Linked DNA regions of Mus musculus: region 2 is linked to region 1. The links are chromatin contacts, called in public promoter capture Hi-C maps. All regions are on one chromosome and are shown on one strand. Each heading gives the region's core, a stretch centred on a gene start, on an enhancer-like site or on the middle of the called end of the contact. The rest is flanking DNA. Distances are from core to core; before and after follow the strand shown. Region 1 overlaps Slc22a3 (solute carrier family 22 (organic cation transporter), member 3). Region 2 holds the start of Sod2 (superoxide dismutase 2, mitochondrial).

Evidence for each region. Promoter capture Hi-C pulls out the DNA fragments that hold promoters and counts their contacts.
Region 2: a promoter capture Hi-C map of cranial neural crest shows a contact between it and region 1. The contact joins the promoter of Sod2 here to the enhancer-like site in region 1. A contact is called at or near these places in 4 of 39 promoter capture datasets (the HPC-7 cell line, cranial neural crest, pre-B cells and 1 more) and 2 of 484 Hi-C or Micro-C datasets (the STO cell line and cortical neurons).

The regions. Positions count from the first base shown.
Region 1 is chr17:12,430,612-12,433,738 of GRCm38.p6, forward strand. It overlaps Slc22a3 (solute carrier family 22 (organic cation transporter), member 3), which reads right to left. Exons shown (of 11, transcript NM_011395.2): 7 at 2,852-3,066. It also overlaps the pseudogene Gm3192. Among named protein-coding and RNA genes, the nearest start is that of C030013G03Rik, 35 kb to the right of the region's middle. Within about 2 kb of position 1,705, at least 21 of the 459 cell types and tissues checked have an H3K27ac peak or open chromatin away from gene starts, as enhancers often do. A contact at or near this core is called in the HPC-7 cell line and cortical neurons, where this site is marked.
Region 2 is chr17:13,006,215-13,009,341 of GRCm38.p6, forward strand. Sod2 (superoxide dismutase 2, mitochondrial) reads left to right here and starts at 1,625. Exons shown (of 5, transcript NM_013671.3): 1 at 1,625-1,854; 2 at 1,970-2,172. The coding sequence starts at 1,832.

The DNA.
Region 1 (3,127 bases), core at 455-2,954:
GGGAAACAGGAAAAGAGGGAAGGAGGGAGGGAAGAAAGGAAGGGAGGGAGGGAGGGAGGGAGGGAGGGAGGGAGGGAGGGAGGGAGGGAGAATTCTGAAGTACAGAAGTCTTCAACATTCTAAGCTTTCAACTTTTAATTGAAATTGCATACCTCTGAGAGAAGCAATTATGTTTCTATTGTGCCTCTCTATTCCTTTCGCTGTTTTTTTTTTAACAGTTTTTCTTACTTTATTAAACCATACTAATGTTCTTTCAAGGACAAACATACAGCCAAGAATGCTACAGTGAGAGAATCTTATTTTTATGAAAGAGACATCACGAGGCGCTCTCTTCAGTGATGTTTCTTATCACCATTCTGGGAATCCAGGAAATATTCAGCCCCCAAATCTACCACAAACACAGCAAATCCCCCATTTGAGTCCTTTTAATATTACGCTCGGGAAAGTGATGTTGCCTCCAAAGCCGCCCATGTATCTCCAAGCCTCATTGCGAGCCCATGGATCCCTCAGCCCTCGGGCAGCAAGATTCTTTTGCACCATTTCTAATGGCATCCCTTCAATTTTCCACTGTCTATAATCTGGAAGTTCCATTTTACCATGGCCATGTCCGTGTTCATGTCCATGTTCATGTCCGTGTCCAACAGCCATGTCTGACAGCAATCTGTCCTCCCATTTGAAAGTTCCCTTTCACTGTGTTTAGTGGACAGCAATTAATTAATCAATATTAAATAGATATACACTGATGGGTGCCTCTTACTCAGCTTTCATAGCTCTTTTATTAAAGATCTATTTTTATTTCTGTCTCTGTTTCTGTCTCTGTCTCTTTCCCTCCCCCCCCCCTCTCTGTCTATGTAGATCAGGAGTGGGCATCAGATACCTTGGAGCTGGAGTTACAGGCGGTTGGGAGCCACCGGATGTGGGTGCTGGGAACTGAGGATTCTGGGAGAGCAGCTGGTGCTGTGAGCTACTGAGCCATATCTCCAGCCCCAGCTTCCATAGCTTATAAGCTATGCTATTGTAGAGGGCTATTTGTGTTGCTTCAAATTCACATTTACTTGGAATCTGATCCTATTTGGGGATAGAGACCAAGAGGGAGAGGGTCACATGAAGATAGAGGCAGAGATTGGATAGATACCAAGAAATGGTGAGGGGAACAGAGAGAGGCTAGAAGAGCTCCTAGCTCAGAGGCTGTGGGAGGAGCTGCCCTACATTGTGCATTTAGATGTCAGCCTCCAGACAGGAGGGGAAGTGTCTGCAACCAGCTGGTGGAGACTTATTACTGCAGCCCCGAGAATCTGATGCACTTGAGGAAAATGAGAGAAACCCGAGTTTCTGCTTTTCATCAGCCATCGCAGGGGGATGGATTTGCACACTGATTTCATTCTGTTCTGAGGACTGGCATGTCTGCAGTTTTATCCAAGCATCTGCTATCTACTATCTCTATGTGCTATCGTGGGAATTCGTAAACCATTGTCTAATTAATGGTGTCTGCCATGAGTGTCTGCTATGATGTCTTCAACATTAGCAGTGTCTTTCCCGATCCTTGCTTTTCTCAAAGGCAGACGGCTTCCTTTGTAGGCACAGGGACCGTAGAGAACCTGGCTTCCTACACAACCTTCACTGCACACCTAGAACACAGAGATGACTCCTGTGTGCTAGTTCACACCATGCTGGGAGAGCTTAAGTGGCTTCCTCTTTGTAGCTCCAGCTGTGCTCTGCAGCAGAGGTTGTCTGTGCTGTTCACTGAGCATCTGGAGTCTTTAGCCATCTCTTCCTCCTCCTCCTCCTCCTCCTCCTCCTCCTCCACTCCACCCACTCTGCAGCATCTTGGAAAGGAACAGTCTTTCCTATCCCAGCCAGACTTTCTCAACTGGAAGCCAGTCTCTGTCTCAAACTGCTGCAGGTATAAGCAGTTCACAGCCCCCTTCCCGGAAGCTTACAGGCAGGACCAAGTTTTGCTGGGGCCTGGCTATCCTCTGGCTTCCTCATAAAGATTCTAGCAATAACACAGAAGCCTTAGTTCCTAAACTCATAAAACTTCCCATGATTTGGGGAAAATAACGGGTAAGAAGAAATAGTGGTTAGTAAAGACCTCTGACTTCCCCCTTGCACCTCCACAGAACTTCTCCCTCCCCCCTCCTCTCTGCTTCCCTCCCCCCACCTTTGTCAATTCTATTAATTTACCACATTATTGTTGCGACATTATTTAAATGTCCATGTCTATGTATCAAAAGATGGCCTAGTCAGCCATCACTGCAAAGAGAGGCCCATTGGACTTGCAAACTTTATATGCCCCAGTACAGGGGAACGCCAGGGCCAAAAAGGGGGAGTGGGTGGGTAGGGGATTGGGGGGGTGGGTATGGGGGACCTTTGGGATAGCATTGAAAATGTAAATGAGGAAAATACCTAATAAGAAAAAAAAAAAAGAAAAAAAATGTCCATGTCTTTTAATAGGCTATGAACAATATGAAGCCAAGAGTCACACCTTCCCTCTGTCCCTAAGCTGGGGCATGGCTTGTTACCTGCAGGATGGTGATGCTTGGGAAATATGTTACACAGTATCAGCCACATCACATCACTACATCATAGATCTAGCATGATCACCTTTCCATTAATAAACAAACCTAACATTTCAGCAAAGAGAGGCATCAATGTAAAGATCTTGTCAACCTTTATACTCGTGAGAAAGAAAATAGATCATTACCCAGCATGCCTGGGGGCAAGCTTTGGAAGGAATAGCGCACACAGCTCAGAGAGACAAGTGACCCCCTACCCCCTCCACCATATGTAATCACTTACAGTTTTTGTTAAGTTCTTTGGGAACTGTCAACTAAATGTGAAGAAAGATTACCTTCTGGTAAAAATGCAGTGACCAGACACGACACCCCTGCCACTATATTGCTTGCCGCAAAGGGAAGGCGTCGTCCAAGGCGCTCAATGGTCAGAAGGATTAAGAGAGCTCCGGGCAGCTCCACGAGCCCAGAGATAAAGAAGTCTATGTAGAGGTTGCCTCCGATAAGTCCCAGGCGCATGACAAGTCCTTGGTACACCACGGCGCTCGTGAACCTGCGGGACATCAGGACACCAGGGAAGCAGAGTAAGAGGGAGCAGGGAAGCCTGTGCACAA
Region 2 (3,127 bases), core at 375-2,874, 580 kb after region 1:
GAGAAAGCAGTTGTTGCAGTCAACAAAGATGAAAAAGGAGTGGAGATCTGAAGACCGCTTTGACATCAGCCATGGAGACGCAGAGTTTGGAGTTTACCCAGCTGGTTTCCTGTCTTTCTTTGGGGATTACAGTTAAGTGATTGGATGAATCTCAGAAGAGACCTTGAACTTTGGATTTTTAATATTGTTGAGACTGCTATAGACTATGAGGACTTGAAAAGTTTGACTAAATGCATTTTTTTTTGTTTTTGTTTTTGTTTTTTTTTTTTGAGGCAGGGTTTCTCTGTATAGCCCTGGCTGTCTTGGAAATCACTTTGTAGACCAGGCTAGCCTTGAACTCAGAAATCCGCCTGCCTCTGTCTCCGGAGTGCTGGGATCAAAGGCATGTGCCACCACACCACCATAGCATTTTGCATTATGCTATGTTTAAGTATGGCCCCCCATAGACTCATGTTTTTGAACAAGTCTATGGGGGGCCAGGGAGTGGAGCATGATGGTTTGTATATTCTTGGGCCAGGGAATGGCACCATCTGGAGGTGTGGCCTTGTTGGAATAGGTGTGACCTGGTTGGAATGGGTGTGTCACTGTGGGTGTGGGCATAAGATCCTCACCCTAGTTGCCTGGAAGTTAGTCTTCCACTAGCTGCCTTTGGATGAGGACATAGAACTCTCAGCTCTGCCTGTGCCATGCCTGCCTGGATACTGCCATGCTCCCACCTTAATGATAATGGACTGAACCTCTGAACCTGTAAGCCAGCCACAAGTAACTGTTGTTTTTTATAAGACTTGCCTTGGTCATGGTGTCTGTTCACAGCAGTAAAACCCTAACTAAGACACAGGTCATCCATACAGCTCCGGTCTGACGCCTGTGGACAGGTTTCTCCCTACCGGAAAGCATCCTCTTGCAATTCCCCTTACCCTAAGCCCTGTCATCCTTAGGAGGCCTGCAAAGGGGGTGGGAAAAAACCACCGGGAACTACTCAGCCAACTGCCTTCTGCTTTCTTAGTGTTTTCTAATCAGGGAAGACATAAACCCATTAAGTAGAAGAGGAAAGCTGTATAATTGTTATGGAAACATTTGATAGCCACTGCTTCTTAGACTAATAAGTCCACAAAGGGAAACAATGTCCTTTTACATTTGGTCGAGTGGGTTGGTTTTTGAAGTCACTGAATGTTGCAGAGTTTAATCAAGAAAGATGAACCTCGCCTTCTAATCCGGACTCTTACTAGTTAACTGGCAAGCTGCACCCGGAGTCCGCAACCCCAGTCTCAGGGGCAACAAAGATGAACACACGCAAACCTGCGACGTGATTTAATGTCAGGTTAGGCCCCAGGGAAGGTCACTCCGGGCATAAATTAACTGGGTCAGAGGGGCCCTGATTACTCCATAATTCTGACCAGCAGCAGAGCCTTGGCTTTCCGGAGGAAAGTCTCCAGGGTTTCCCAGAAGCAGGAGTAGAAATAGAGTGGAAGCTTTGCAGCTCACAGCCAGAGCTGGACAGGGCGGCCCGAGGAGGGGCGGAGCCACACCGCGGGGCGGACGGGGTTCCCCGAGGCGGGGCGGGGCCAAGGCCGATGGTGGGGGCGTGGCTGTAGCAAGCACGCGGCCTCTACCAATTTGGCACAGGGGAGACGTTGCCTTCCCAGGATGCCGCTCCGTTATGCGCCGGGCCGTCCGTGTCGCCGTCCTCCCCTCCGCTGATGGGCGCTGCGGGCAGGGTCACCGCTTCGCTGTGTCCTTGCGGACGCCGGGCGGACGCTGCCTAGCAGACGCGCGCCTGCGAGCGAACGGCCGTGTTCTGAGGAGAGCAGCGGTCGTGTAAACCTCAATAATGTTGTGTCGGGCGGCGTGCAGGTGAGCGGCAGGGCCCCGGGGCCTCGGCGTCCCCTACGGGTGGGTCTCGGGGCGGCGGGCGTGGCTGGCTCGCCGTGTCAGTGGCGTGACCCGCCGTCCTCTCTGTTCCTCTCAGCACGGGCAGGAGGCTGGGCCCTGTGGCCGGTGCCGCGGGCTCCCGGCACAAGCACAGCCTCCCAGACCTGCCTTACGACTATGGCGCGCTGGAGCCACACATTAACGCGCAGATCATGCAGCTGCACCACAGCAAGCACCACGCGGCCTACGTGAACAATCTCAACGCCACCGAGGAGAAGTACCACGAGGCTCTGGCCAAGGGTAGGTGCGGGGCCCCTGCACACGAGGATCCCGGTGGCCGGACGGAGGTCTGTTTCGATGCCGGGGAATACCTCCGTTGGTTCGCATAAACGTCCTTTCCTATCCCGGAAAACACAGGACCTCACGAAAGTACTTGACGGACCTTACTGTTGTGTCCTTTTTTGTCACCCGTGTTGCTAGCTAGCATTGGTGGTGGTCCTTTAAAGACAGCTCTCGGACGCTGCTCCTTTTTGCGTAATGAATATTTAGTTTTTGTTTTGCATATGAATATTTAAAATATGCGGTTGTTATATAACGTGGCTTCAGGAGAGTTTGTTTTGCTTATTTTTCAGGTAGCCTTGGCAGCCATTTGCAGGAGGGTTGAGAGTGCCCGAGCTGGGTCAGCCAGGTGCCCTTGGGTGAGAGGGTGGTTGGGGCTAGAAGTGGCTGGGGTTTTGCTGAGAGCAAGCGATATTGGTGGCCTGGCAGCAGGTGCAGGAGAGGGTCTGAAGTGGCATCAGAAGACTGCAGTCCGAGTTGTGATTATTGTCACCGTTGTGGACAACAATAGGATTAGTTCAGTCTAGGGCTGGGACTCCCTGACCCCTTGGATATCTCTGGACATCCTGTTTCACACTCTTTACCCTTGGGGGGGGGGGGAGGAAAAGACAGGAACGAGCACTTAGCTGCAGAACAGGCTAGACTTGGTACTTTTGGGGTCAAAGTTCACAAGAAAAATAGCTATTTTGTGAGAAACTGAGTATCTGTCACTGAATGGAACAGTAGGCAAGCTTATTTATTTACCTATATTTTTAAGCGCTCAGCCAACAAAATCCATAGTGCAGAGTTCTGTGTTTGCACCCCTAGATGATGTATATGGGAATGCTATAGTATTAAAAAACCTCTGTGTGTGTGTGTGTGTGTGTGTGTGTGTGTGTGTGTGTGAATGGATTCGTGCTGACACACGGAGCCAGTG